Linked DNA regions of Sus scrofa: regions 1 and 2 are each linked to region 3. The links are chromatin contacts, called in public Hi-C maps. All regions are on one chromosome and are shown on one strand. The core of a region is the stretch at or near the end of the contact, and the rest is flanking DNA. Distances in the headings are between cores, read along the strand shown.

Region 1 (4,488 bases), core at 1,883-4,382, 550 kb after region 3:
AATAACTAGACTATAGGAGCTTCAAGGGAGACTCTAACCCTGGTTCCAACCTGACTCCTGTCTGGTCCCCAGGTTGTCACCCAAAGGTGTGCCCATGCTTATAGAGAAGTCAATGTAGCAAAGTACAGATGATGGGAAAGCCAGTGCTCAGAGCCAAAGCACAGGGCAAAGGTGCCTTGTTTGTACATGGTTAGCCCAGAGAGAATTGAGGCTCAGAGGGCTACGGGAATGGAAGGCTCTAGGCTCCTCTGCTCTTATTTCAGGGCTTAGCCTTTATACTTGTTTTGGGGGGGTGGGGGATGGGGGATGCAGCAATGATTAGCCTCTGCAAACCAAAGTTCTTAAACTGCAAAACGGGAGAAGTAGCAATTTACTCCTCAACTGAGAGTCTTTCATAATGTTGGGAGGCACTGGGGATGCTACATGTCCCCTCAAAGATGGAGGTCTAAGGAAGTACCTCCTTAGTTATCAATAAGACATCAAATACTAACTGAAATTTTGGTAAGGACTATAATTTATTCCATTTCTTACTATTAAGTTGAGAGGACAGAAGGTCCCACAGTAAAGAGAGCAAGGTCCATGGCAGAGCTAAGGGTGTCAGGTCTGCCTCAGATCAGACTAGTCTGACCTCACAGATTAGTTCCAGGGCTCCCTACTCACCAGGCCTCCATCCTTGCATAGAAATGGTCATTTTCTTCCTATGTGCCCAGAGCCTATCTGCTAAGCTGGAAGCTTTCCCCTTTTGCTCTATGTCTGGTCCTCTTATCCCATGCCCAGTCCCATATCCCCAGCTCTGATGTTCTAAAACTACGAATCACCCTCAGAAAACAGCACTCACCTGGCAGTGCAATATCACTGTCCTAATGATGACTCTTCAGTAGCCCCTACTAATCCTGTGCCTAGCAATCAAGGTCTTGTGTCAATCAGCTACAAACCTCCCACTCACTACCCTCTACCGCATGGCTGACCTGCTTCATGCAGATCATATCAAGCCATCTCCTCTGCTTCCAGTGACCATAAACCAGAGCCCTGTCAGTTCCTCTAAGTATTACTGTTTTCTCACATCCCACCTCTTCTGGGAAGCCTTTCCAGACATCCCTGCTGTGCCTCCCACTGCATTAATTCTGAACCAGTTATTGTGCACCAAGTGTCACTCACTCTCATCCAATCTCATCCTCATTCCCTCGTGGATAGGCTTCTAGGAGAGACCCAGCACAGGGCAGGGGACAGAGTACAGTTAATTGTGTTCTTACTTAAGACTTGGACACCCTCCCAAGGGGTGGGAGTGGAGCAACTGATGCCCTCCCCCAATTAGGCTAAGCTCACAGCTTCTGTCAACCCTGCTGTACCCCACTTCCTTAAGGAAACCTATAGAGGCTCCAGGCTGTCAGCAAGGAAGGAAGTGCAGCCAGTAGAGGAACTGCTATGGGGAGGGGGCAGGGACACAGAGAAGAAGGCTGAGGGAGCGGGGAGGAAAGGAAAAGGAAGAGGGAGAAGAACTGGGAGGGACGCTCTAAACTAGAACAAGCAGCTTCCTCAAGGGAGGTCAGTACTTAGTCCTATTATTTCATCCCTAGAGAAAGGTGCTGGCAAAGAGATACTCAGAGAGGGGAATCAATTTGTTCAGAGGTGGCCAGCCAGGGAAAGAGTTAAAGAAACAGGAACAAAGACCAAGATCCCCATCCAGAGCTCCCTTCCCAGGACCCTGCTGACTCTCCATGGGTTTGCTAGACCTAAGAAGATTCTTTTCCTGTGGCCCAATGACCAGAAACAGTCCTCTCTTAGCAACTCAAGCTCATCAAACCCAGATCAAATCTCAACTAACAAGATCTGTGCAGCCCCTAACAAAACCTCTCTGCCAGTCATGCCCCTGCAAGAACAATTTCCCTCTTTCAGAAGCTTGCCTCTTGGAAGCAGAACAGGTAGGGCACAGACTGCAAAATTCTCCATACTCTCCCACACCATGGGCACCATCACGTGGCTGGGCTCACAGGCCAGGCTCCCCAAAGCTATGCTTAGTTCCCACCTCTATGCCTTTGCCCAGACTGTTCCCCAGAAATCCCCTCTCTTATCCTTCCTCTCATCCAAATCTCACCTCCTCCAAGAAGCCTGGCTCTTGCCTCCCATTTTCCTTGTGTTCATGGCGTCCACGGGAAAAGTCGGCCTTGCCCTCCCTAAACACCTCATCCCGCAGTTGGGGCATTACCGGTTTGAACCGCCTGAGATAGCGAATTCTCACTCTATTTGGTTTTCTCAACCACTGGATCTGAAACTCCCAGAGGCAGAGACAGGGATGGGTTCCCAAACAGCTCACCCCCAGCCGCGTGACCGACTCCTGTCACTGTTAGAATAAGCTTCATCCAGCGTCCCCAACACACTATCCCAAACCCCTGCTGGACCCCTGGCTCAAGCCAATGCACCCACCCTATGAAATTCCGCGGCGGCTCAGACTAGCGGTCCAAAGGTCCGCTGTCTCGGGTTGGCAAAGGTTGAGGGGTAGGAAGTACAACCTGGGTCGACCTACAGGCGCCTCTTGTGAGGAAGGACCCAAAGAAGGTCACAGTCACCCTCCCTCCGGGCGCCCCCATCCCAGGCTGAGTGCGCCATCCCCAGGAGGTGGGAGCCTGTTTCCAGGGAACGCCAGGTGGGGCTGGGGTGGGGGTGGGATGGAGGGCCCAAGGCCCGGGCTCCAGATTCTAGGGGTCTTACGTCATCCAAGACTCGGGTTCCCTCTGCGGGAACCAGGAGTGGGATGATGGAGGTTAAGGGGCAGCCAGGGCGCTATTCCTCCGCCCCAAGCAGGGAAGGTCACTTCCACTCTCCACCTCTTCAGCTCCGCCTGCCCCCTGCAGCCAAAGGTGAGGTGTAGAGGTACAAAGCTGGATATGGGGTGACTCCCCTCTCGCCCTGAGCCCAACTTCCCTGCAAAGCCTTTCTCTGGGCCTTTAGGCCCGGTACTCACCCGCCGCTGCCGCTTGGCTGCCGAAAGGCCGCCGCGCTGTGTGCGCTAAACCCAGCGATGCGGCGCGGAGCCGGCCGCGAGCCGCTCCAGGGCTGGGGCGGGGTGCGTGCGCGCGCGAGCCTCAGGCAAGCTCCTCGCGCGCGCGCCCGCGCCGCCCCTGCCTGCAGCAGCCGCTCTCGCGAGATTCTCGTGCTTCCTCTAGGGCTGCTTCCCCTGTTCTCGCGAGAAAGGAGGCTTGGCTGCCCCTGCACCTCCCAGGAGCTGTCCGAGGCACTAAGTTCCTGGACAGGGCTGGATCAGGTGTTCGGCAGGCACAAAGGGGAAAAGAACAAGGCGAGGACGTCAAGGAAGAGACCCAGAAGTGGAAGTCTGGTACCAACAACCAGAACCTCAGCTTTCAAATCTGTAAACTGTGGAGAATAACTTCCCATGCGGATCCCAGGAGCTGCTGGGACATAGCAGAAAGGAAGAGTGAAAGCGAGCTTTGAGAGCAGGAGAGTGTGGTAACTGATGAAGGCCTTCGGATCCACAGCCCTAAGGTGACAGAAAGGGGATAGAGAATGGAAGATCAGAGATGAGTCATAAAGAGACAGAAATGACACATAAACAAGGACACACAGATCCAAAAAAGATAAAAAATAGACAGGAGCGGAGAGCCATGAACATACAGACATAGAAACACAAAGAGAGACGTGGAGAGATGAAGATTTGGAGAGAAAAAAGACAAGGAATGACAGAGGAGAGAGAGCACAACTAAGTGAGAAAGAGGTAAAAAATAGGGCTTGACAAGGTACACAGAGGAATAGAAAGGGGAGGCTTAGAATCAGAAAAAGGAAGGAAGAAAGAAGGAAATCGTGATATGCAGAGATGAACACTGAAAGTGATTAAAGACCAGGATAAATGTTTAAAACCCAAAACTAATGAGGATTGAGAGAGATGCACTTGGAGAGATGGGGCTGGGAGTGAAAGACAGGCTTTTATTGTGAGTGATGTTTACATTGTAAACTCCTGCGGATATCTACAGCCAGCGCCACCCTCTGTCTTGCCAGACAGAGTGGCTCCTGCCCTCCACAGTGCCCTCCACCCACACCATCCTAGGCCTAGAATGGGGCCTCAGTGGGTGGGAGACACTGTGGGGATTCTTTGCCCAGAATAAGGGCCCATTGTCTGTCTCCAGCCTGCTGGGAGTGGGCCTCACTCCCACAGCTGGGATAGAAAGAGGATAGGAGTAAAGAAAGGCAGATGAGAATTAGTGCAAGAGAGGCAAGAAAAGGGAGGGACCCTCAGTAGCTGTGGACTTTTAATCAGGAAACATAATCTGTGTCCATCAGGACAGAAGAGTCATGGGCCATAAGGCAAGGCTTCTTTTGGTCCTGATTCTAGTTCATTTGTATGGTCACTGCTCTCTATCCTGCTATAAGACAAGCATTAGCTGATTTACAGAGTTGTGAGAGCACCCAATGAAATGATGAATGGGACCCTGAGGAGGTTATCAAGCACGACTTCTACAGGAGAGATGTTGGGAA
Region 2 (4,656 bases), core at 532-3,031, 600 kb after region 3:
AACCAAAACATACCACACTCCAGTTCTCAATCTAAGGTACTGTAGCAAAGTGGAGAGACTAAGAGCAAAGACCAGATGGAGTGTGGAAGTTCCCAGACCAGAGATGCCTGTACCACAGCAGCGATGCAGGTTGCTGCAGTGAAGATGTGGATCCTTAATGCCACGTGCCGCAAGAGAACTACAGTGCTTTCTTAAGTATGGGAACGCTGACCTTGTCCTGAGCTTCCAGCTCTTAAGATATTTGGAGAATATTAATTAAACTCAAAGAGGCAAAACTTCCCCTGGTGTTGTTTGGTTAAGTTGGTGGGGGAAAATGGGGACAGGTGCTTTGGGGTTTTTTTGTTTGTTTGTTTTTACTTTTGGCCACAACCAGGGGCATATGTAAGTTCCTGGACCAAGGACTGAACCCTCACCATAGCAGTGACTCAAACCACTGCAGTGATAACATCCAGCTCCTTAACCCACTATGCTGCAAGGGAACTCTCAGAGGACAGGTGCTTTGAGAAAAGCTTTTTTATCCGTTTCCCAGCCAGATTCATACCTCCTAAGGCCACACTGCTAGGGAAGAAAAAGAGATCAACACTGATTTTCTGGAGACAGAGCCTGGAGTGAGGAAGAGGAGCTGAATATCCATCTTTTCTTTCTTCAGTGGGTCCAGGGATAGAGAATGAGTGATTACAAGTCAAGAATCTTTACTACTTAACTCTTGGTGGCTGCGAGATAATTCAGGCCTGGGGCAAGCAGGCCCACTGCCCAGGAGCTCAAAATCAGAATGCAGTTACTGAGGCCAGATTTGATATTAAGAGTCTTGGGATTTAATCGACCCCTTCCTGTAGGGACTGGAAGTGGTGGTTTCCCCAGAAACATCCAGGTGAGTCCTGGAACTGGGGATTTGGTGAAAAGAGAGTCAATTGCCTGCAAGAAATCTAATTTCTGAGGCTGTTTCCTTCTCTGTAAAGTGATTGCACTCATATTTTTTTTCCAATTTTTGGCCGCCCCGTGGCATATGGAGATCCTGGGCCAGGGAACAGATTCCAAGGTAATCGCCACTCAAGTCGTAGCTGCGGCAACACCGGGTCCTTAACCCACTATGCGTGGCAGGGGATGGAACCCTGGTCTCAGAGCTCCCAAGACACGGCCAATCCCGCCTGTGGCGCCCCAGCGGGAGCTCCTCCACTCATTTCCTAATGCTTGCGGATTTGTTATACAGGAATATTGCTGTTGATCCCTGTTATGGCGCAGGGGAAAATAATCCGACTAGTAACCATGAGGTTGAGGGTTCCATCCCTGGCCTCACTCAGTGGGTTAAGGATCCGGCGTTGCGGTGAGCCATGGTGTAGGTTGCAGACGCCGCTAGGATCTGGCGTTGCTATGGCTGCAGCATAGGCTGGCGGCTACAGCTCCAATTCCACCCTTAGCCTGGAAACTTCCATTATGTTGCAGGTGCGGCCCTAAAAAGCAAAAAAAAAAAAAAAAGATTAGTTGCTAATAAGATCTTATACACAAGCAGTTGTTTTGCCCCCACTTGTTCTCTTATTGTAGGCTCACACCAGGTGGTAAACAAAAAAGATATTTTTATTATAATTTGTCGTTATTATTGTTATCGTTCCCATTTTGAGGTGCTGGAGTCGCCTCTCGAGCCTGTCCACTGCTGTCCTCTGCCATCCTACCATCCTAGCTCCACAATAGCAGATCTGGTCCACGCCCAGACCCGGGCGGCGGGGCGGGGCGCGGCGCCGAAATGGTTTGTCCTGAACGCGCCGCCGTAGGCCGCCTGCGGCCGCGTGTGGCCCCTTTCCGCCTAGGCGCGAGCGCCGCAGTGGGAGGGCCTCCACGCTCCGCCCGCCCTGCGTCGGTGCGTGAGTTCGGCCCCCACGAGCTTCGAAGCGGCCCTTGAGCTCACACCCGGCTTTGCCTTAGCGTTAACCTGCGCGCCGCCATCGCCGTCATGCTAGGCGCCGCTGTTCGCCGCTGCTCCGTAGCAGCAGCCGCAGTCGCCCGGGCCAGCCCTCGAGGCCTTCTGCACCCCACTCCGACCCCCGGCCCCGCCGCCGGTAAGGCTCCCGCCTGCCACTGTCCGCGCCCGCGTGTCCTTGTGGTGACCTGGGCCCCCGCCGCCATGCGAGGGCAGGCTCGCCCAGAGGCCTAGCCCCTGCCCTGCGGGCCGACGGCCGAACCTGAGGACCGCTAGCCATTCCCGCCGCCGCCGAGTTGTGGAGGACTCGAGGGCGCGTCCCGGGGTCCTCCCTTGGCGCGACTTCCTGGTGCGGGCACCGCGGACCGGTCGAGCGTGGACCTGCTGTGGGTGCACCTCCCGCGCCCACTGGACCTCTTCGGTCCCCGGGCCATGACCGTGCCCTGGCGTTGATCCTGCGGCCACTGACTGGGAGTGGCTACCGCCGGCCTGCAGCGCTTCCGCGAAGGTGACATTGAGCTCAGGGTAGAAGGCGGGAGTGGCCCCTCCGGGGACCCTGGCACCGCCGCCCGCAGCCTCTTCCGAGAACACTTTATACTTCCGTGACTGGGACACAGTGTAGTCTTTTCATCAGGCATTTCTCGTTACCGTTTTGTGTGTCACTTTCTCCAGCCGTTCTTTTATTTTTAGACACTGTTGTGCCATGTTTTAATTCTTCCATCTTTACATTAGATCAGTGTATGTGGTTGTTTCCTGAGGTCTGGAAGAGAGCCTGACTTGATAGGTCTTAGGATAAGAATATTACTGTTTGGAAAACGGGGTACCACAGACCCAGGAGTCCTGGGTCCTACAAACTTGGAGAAGTTTTATTTTTTATTTGTGCTTCCGGCTAGAAGTCTGGTTGCTGGAGTATGAGATGTTCTGCTGATTTCTGTCTCTTATTTTGCCTTCTGCTTAATATGTGTTCCAGGAGACTTTGTGTCCAGCACTGAACTTTTAATTATTGTAAATGCACTTTAAAAAATTTATTGGAATATAGTTGGCTCACAGTGTTGTGCCCATTTCTTGTAACTGCGCTTTGATCTTGGTGCGTGACGGTAGCATATGCTAACGTTATAAAATTTAAACATGCACTCAAACTCAAAACTAATAGTGTTGTTCTTTTGACTATTTAACTAGCGCTTCAGAACCTAAGGAGTTATGTTTTGCTTCGGTTTTGTTCATGTGGATACATTTGGGGGAGGTGTTCTTGACCTCTTGAAAAGAATTGTTACATTTTGTGGCAGGTTGAGGAAGTGGCAGGCTTTCTGCAAACTCTAGATTTAAGGCAGTTCTTTCTCCAGTAAATTTGGACTACTGGTTTATCTGCTAGGCATTCTCCGCACCCTCTTTAGTATAATTCCCTAACAAAAAGCTTTATTTTAGGTATTGTCCCATAGACCTAAATATTTGCCACAAGGAGGCAGTATTGGTTATATTCATGTCAACTGCTTTCTAGCGGTGTGACCTTGGAGGTATTAGTTAAACCTTAAGACTCAGTTCCCTCATCTCTAAAACCAGGATAATATTTAGTAGTTGTGAAATTTAAATGAGATAATATAAACTCTTACCCCTTTCCAGGTACAAATGCTTAAGACATACTTGCTTTATTATAGTGCTTTTCATTTTTGCATATTATAGGTGAGGTTTGTTACCAGTTTGAGACTGAAGAGGTTTTATGCAATTGAAAGTTAAAAAGATTAAGATTTTTGGATGAAGCTATCCAAGGGCAAATGAGAATATACTTGAGAGCTCTGAGGGGGTTAACCTGGATGGAGGGCTTCAAGTTTGCTTTAGATAAAAAACTTAAATTCCGTATTTGCTCCAAGAAATCTTCAGCTTCTAACAGAATTGTTTTCCAGTAACTGCGGGATTAAATAATGAAATATTTTGAATAATGGTTAGATTCTCTAGTCAACCCTTAAAAGTTATGCAATCCTGGCTCCTAATCCTTATCCTGATAGTTTTGGAAAGATGGGAGTTGTTTTCACTTTCCCTTTCTTGTTGCAGTGCCTTTAAGTAGGCACTTTTTATTACCTTCTGATATTTTTTTCTGCACCACTCCCACATTTATAGATTTACAGCCTTTGGGCCCCAAGATTCATGACTGCTCTTAGGTCTTGTACCTCCGTAGCCCTGCCTTTGGGCTTGTTCATGGACACCCTACATTGTTCACCTCTATCCGTTGCTCTTAGATATACCACTACCAAAATGTCCATTCTTTGAGCCATATCTGAGAGTTATTGAATGGAAAACTATCTGATTTAACTAAATTTAAACCAAGGGAATTAATAAGCTCCTTTAATTTTTCTGAATATGTTAGCATTTTATTGTCAGGTAATAGACTGCTTGACTGAATGCCAAAAAGCAGTGTTAGAAATAGATTTTTAGGAGTTCCCGTTGTGGCAAGGTGGATTAGGAATCCAGCGTTGTCTCTGCAGCATTGCAGGTTTGATCCCTGGACTGGTGCAGTGGCTTAAGGATCCGGCATCACCGCAGCTATGGCATAGGTTGATGCTACAGCTTGGATTCAGTTCGAGGAGTTTCCATATGCCATGAGTGTGGCCAATAAAGAAAAAATGTCTTTTTTTTTTTTTTTTTTGGTCTTTCCTAGGGCTGCACCTCTGGCATATGGAGTTTCCCAGGCTAGGGGTCAAATCGGAGCTGTAGCCGCTGGCCTACAGCAGAGCCACAGCAACATG
Region 3 (4,382 bases), core at 1,552-4,051:
CCTACGCTACCGCCACAGCAACGTGGGATCCAAGTCGTGTCTGCAACCTACACCACAGCTCACAGCAACGCCGCATCCTTAACCTACTGAGCAAGGCCAGGGATCGAACCGGAAACCTCATGGTTCCCAGTCAGATTCGTTAACCACTGAGCCATGACAGGAACTCCTCCACTGTCACTTTTAAGGTCATTTGTGATTACATGAGACTCACCCAGTTACCCAGTTAATCCAGGACAATGTTACCATCTCAAGATCTTTAATTTAATCACATCTGCAAAATCCCTTTTGTCATTGTAAGGTAGTATTCACGGGTTCTGGGTAGACACCTTTGGGGGGCCATTTTTTTTTCTCTCTTTTTTTTAAGATTTTTATTTTTTCTATTATAGATGATTTACAATGTTCTGTTGGAGGGGCCATTTTTTACTTGCCCCACAATCCAATAGAAAAATAGACAAAAGACAGGGAGAAGCATTATATAGAGGAGGAAACACATATGAAATCTTTATTTACCAGGAAATGCAAATTAAAGTCACAATGAAATACCATCACACACTCACCAAATTGGCAAACATTTAAAAAAATCTAACACCAAGCGTTGAAAAGAATGGGGAGCAAAGGGAAGTCTCATGCACTGTCAAAGCAATATAAAGTGGTACAGCCACTTTGGAAAACAATTTGGCAATATCTAGTAAAGCTGAACATGCACTTTACAACTCAGCAATTCAATTTGAAGATGTATAGGAGAAGCTACTGCATATGTGCAAGGAGAAATCTAAAAGAATGTGAATGGCAGCACTGCTAAAAATAGCCCCTCCAAAAAAATCCAACAGGAAATGGATTAATAAATTGGATAAAACCAAACAATAGAATATTACATAGCAGTTAAAAAAAAAGCAACTGCAGCCATGTATAATAAACTCCACATGATGCCATGTCTTCTAAGCAACACTTCTCAAATGTATGTGTACAAATTACCTTGATATCTGATTAAAAGTAGATTCTGATTCTGTAGGTCAGGAATGGGGCCTGAAATTCTGCATTTCCAATAGATCTCTGCTGATCCTCAGGCTACACTCTGAGTGAGACGGTTTTCAGGGATGCATTTACAATAATAAAACTGTTTTTCTTTTTCTTTTTCTTTCTTTCTTTCTTTATTTATTTATTTACTTTTTTGTCTTTTTGCTATTTCTTTGGGCCGCTCCGGAGGCATATGGAGGTTCCCAGGCTAGGGGTCGAATCGGAGCTGTAGCCACTGTCCTACACCAGAGCCACAGCAACATGCGGGATCTGAGCCGGGTCGCTCGCAGCAAAGCCGGATCGTTAACCCACTGAGCAAGGGCAGGGACCGAACCCGCAACCTCATGGTTCCTAGTCGGATTCGTTAACCACTGCGCTACGACGGGAACTCCCCTATTTTTCTTTTTAAATGAAGGGTAAAAATAAACACTAAATTGAGGAGAGTAGCTACCTTTACCTCTGGCCGGGAGAGTGGCTGGAATAGGTAGATGAGGTGGTCCTAGTGACCCTTATACTGGCTGTGGGTCCCTAAGTACTCATTATACTTTGTATCTTACATATGTTACATACAGTATTTTCCATATGTCAAATACTTTATTTAAAAAAATAAAAAGCATAAAAAACCCACAATGATCAGCGAAGAAGCTAGGTGGCGTCAAAGTCTTGAGCAAATAAAGAGGTTAGTCCTGTAGCACTACACTAAGATTTTTTAAATTTTATTTTAACGCTATACTGAGATAAAACAGATATTGCCAGCCGAAAATGTGCTAAACTTGTTAACTAAATACTTGGGACCAGAAATCCACCCTGACAAGCTATTTCGCTTGAGCCGAGATTAAAGGGTCAGGACTTGTACTTACTATCCAAGCTTTTCAAACTTACTGGGTTTTATGAATCACCTGTCATTCTTGTTAACAATACAGATTTTGGGAGTTTCCGTAGTGGTGCCTTGGTTAAGGAATCCAACTAGGAACCATGAGGTTGCAGTTCGATCCCTGGCCTTGCTCAGTGGGTTAAGGATCCGGAGACGCGGCCTCAGATCCTGCGTTGCTGTGGCTTTGACCTAGGCCGGTGGCTACAGCTCTGATTAGACCCCTAGCCTGGGAACCTCCATATGCCGCGGGAGCAGCTCTAGAAAAGGCAAAAAGACAAAAAAATAATAAAAATACAGATTTCTAGGTGACTCCTGTGTCGATCCGATTCAGTCCATGTAGGAAGCAACCTGGGAATCAGTATTTCATAGGTTAGGTGGATTCCAGCCCCACTTGGCAGAAAGAAACTGCTCCGCCCACTTGGTGATTAACCTGGGGTTCGTGGGCGGTGGAGATACCGGGTCAGCCCTGGCCTGCTCCAGGAAGCACCCCCCACCAAGGTGGGAGGACCCCGCCACACACACAACGATCAATTAGCACAGTAGATCAAACTAGAGCGGCAGTCTTCCGTCTTTCCCGGAACTGGTCTCTTTTGCTCTTGTGGGAGAGACTTTGAGATCCCTTGAATGGCAAAAGTCTTAAAGAGAGGAAACTATTACAGCACCAGGTGGTAAATCATTTGCAACTTAAAACCGCTCAGCCTTGCCTCGGGACCGCCCCCTGCCTCCGTCAGCAGTTCTGCCCGGCTTCTCTTGGAGAACGCGGAGAAAAACGCGAGATACGGACTCAGGGCCGTGACTCCACTTTGACCAATGGAAATAGGGGGCGTGGCACCGAGCCTTTCTTTCATTGGCTCAGAGTTCCCAGGGTGGCCCGGGCTTGGCATGCGGGGGCGGAAGTCGCTCGGGTTCCGGAACACGCTCTGAGCCTCTGGTCCAGCGGTATCGGAGCCGCCATCATGGTGCGGAAGCTTAAGTTCCACGAGCAAAAGCTGCTGAAGCAGGTGGACTTCCTAAACTGGGAGGTCACCGACCATAACCTGCATGAGCTTCGCGTGTTGCGGCGTTATCGGCTGCAGCGGCGGGAGGACTACACGCGCTACAACCAACTGAGCCGTGCTGTACGCGAACTGGCGCGGCGCCTGCGGGACTTGCCGGAGCGGGACCCTTTTCGCGTGCGCGCTTCGGCAGCGCTGCTGGACAAGCTGTATGCTCTCGGCCTAGTGCCCACGCGCGGGTCGCTGGAACTATGCGATTTCGTCACTGCCTCGTCCTTTTGCCGCCGCCGCCTGCCCACGGTGCTCCTTAAGCTGCGCATGGCTCAACACCTCCAGGCCGCCGTGACTTTCGTAGAGCAGGGCCACGTGCGCGTGGGCCCCGACGTGGTCACGGATCCCGCCTTCCTTGTCACGCGCAGCATGGAGGACTTTGTTACCTGGGTTGACTCGTCCAAGATCAAGCGGCACGTGCTGGAGTACAATGAGGAGCGTGACGACTTCGATCTGGAAGCCTAGCGGGTCCTCCCTCCCTAGGACGGCATTTTATAGATGCAGAAGCCCAGACCTGATGCCTGAGATTCTGTGAGGACGCTCTCCCAGAAGTGTGTCAGCTAGTCGTCGGTTATTAAGAACTTGGCTCCTCAGCTACAAGCCACGCGCGGAGCCAAAGGGTACGCCCGTTTTCCACGAATTTTTCTTAGCCTTTGGACGATTTAGAATTAAATGACTGCCTTTAGAGACCATGAGAAGCGGTTTTGTGCTTCACTGGGGAGTTGTTAGATTTTGGTACCTGAAACATCGTAGTGTGAAAGAAAGGACTTTGCGGGGGGGGGCACCCCTACATTTCCCTTTCATCTTCTTGTAGGACAGTTTGGTTTAACTTATTTAACTCGAATTCTTACTCCTCTTCTTGATTAAGCTGTGTACAGATGTTGGAGAGTTTGGTCTCAAGTTTTCATAAAATGGGTGATATTTTAGTGTTCTGAGTCTTTTTTTCTTGTTTAAAGGAATGCTCTCCTAATGCCAATAAATGGCTTAACTACCGTTAAAGTGTACATTTTTTCTTGTTTTCTCACATAGGGTCACATCTATAGGTCTCCTTGGTTCAGGAACCCAGAGAAGAGGAATAGTGACAGCAGCGATCTGCCTATGGCTGAGGCCAGCAGTAGGGCCTGCGTGTGGAGGTTGCAGGATGTTGTACAAGGCTGGACAAATTTGTTAGTTTACCAATCCCTTCCTTGGAATGAGTGTTTTGGCAGAGGCCTTCCCCACAGGGCTTCCTGTTGACATTCCAAGTCCAGGAAATACCGCATTAGAGGGCTGAAGTGTTTGCTTGCCTAAGGAAATAATCACCCTGTAGCTTGGCCATCTAGTGGTTAGAAGTGGCCCAGGAGGTTCCTGGAAACTTAGATAGTCTTAGGAGTGGGGCCCTCCAGAGGTCCCAGGGCTGCCTGCCCAGAGCAGAACCTGGACCACCTCTGCCCATCACAGCCCAG

Evidence for each region. Hi-C and Micro-C count contacts between places; a contact is called where the count stands out from the background.
Region 1: a Hi-C map of liver shows a contact between it and region 3, with 5 times the contacts expected there. The contact joins the promoter of SCAMP5 here to the promoter of IMP3 in region 3. A contact is called at or near these places in 1 of 47 Hi-C or Micro-C datasets (liver) and 2 of 2 datasets of contacts at active chromatin or transcription factors (alveolar macrophages and skeletal muscle).
Region 2: a Hi-C map of liver shows a contact between it and region 3, with 4 times the contacts expected there. The contact joins the promoter of LOC100156967 here to the promoter of IMP3 in region 3. A contact is called at or near these places in 1 of 5 promoter capture datasets (liver), 1 of 47 Hi-C or Micro-C datasets (liver) and 1 of 2 datasets of contacts at active chromatin or transcription factors (alveolar macrophages).

The regions. Positions count from the first base shown.
Region 1 is chr7:58,574,762-58,579,249 of Sscrofa11.1, forward strand. SCAMP5 (secretory carrier-associated membrane protein 5) reads right to left here and starts at 3,133. Exons shown (of 7, transcript XM_001924572.4): 1 at 2,963-3,133.
Region 2 is chr7:58,621,188-58,625,843 of Sscrofa11.1, forward strand. It overlaps LOC100156967 (cytochrome c oxidase subunit 5A, mitochondrial), which reads left to right and starts at 1,782. Exons shown (of 5, transcript XM_005666147.2): 1 at 1,782-2,054. The coding sequence starts at 1,949.
Region 3 is chr7:58,020,567-58,024,948 of Sscrofa11.1, forward strand. IMP3 (IMP3, U3 small nucleolar ribonucleoprotein) reads left to right here and starts at 2,802. Exons shown (of 1, transcript NM_001243292.1): 1 at 2,802-3,930. The coding sequence starts at 2,848. The coding sequence ends at 3,402.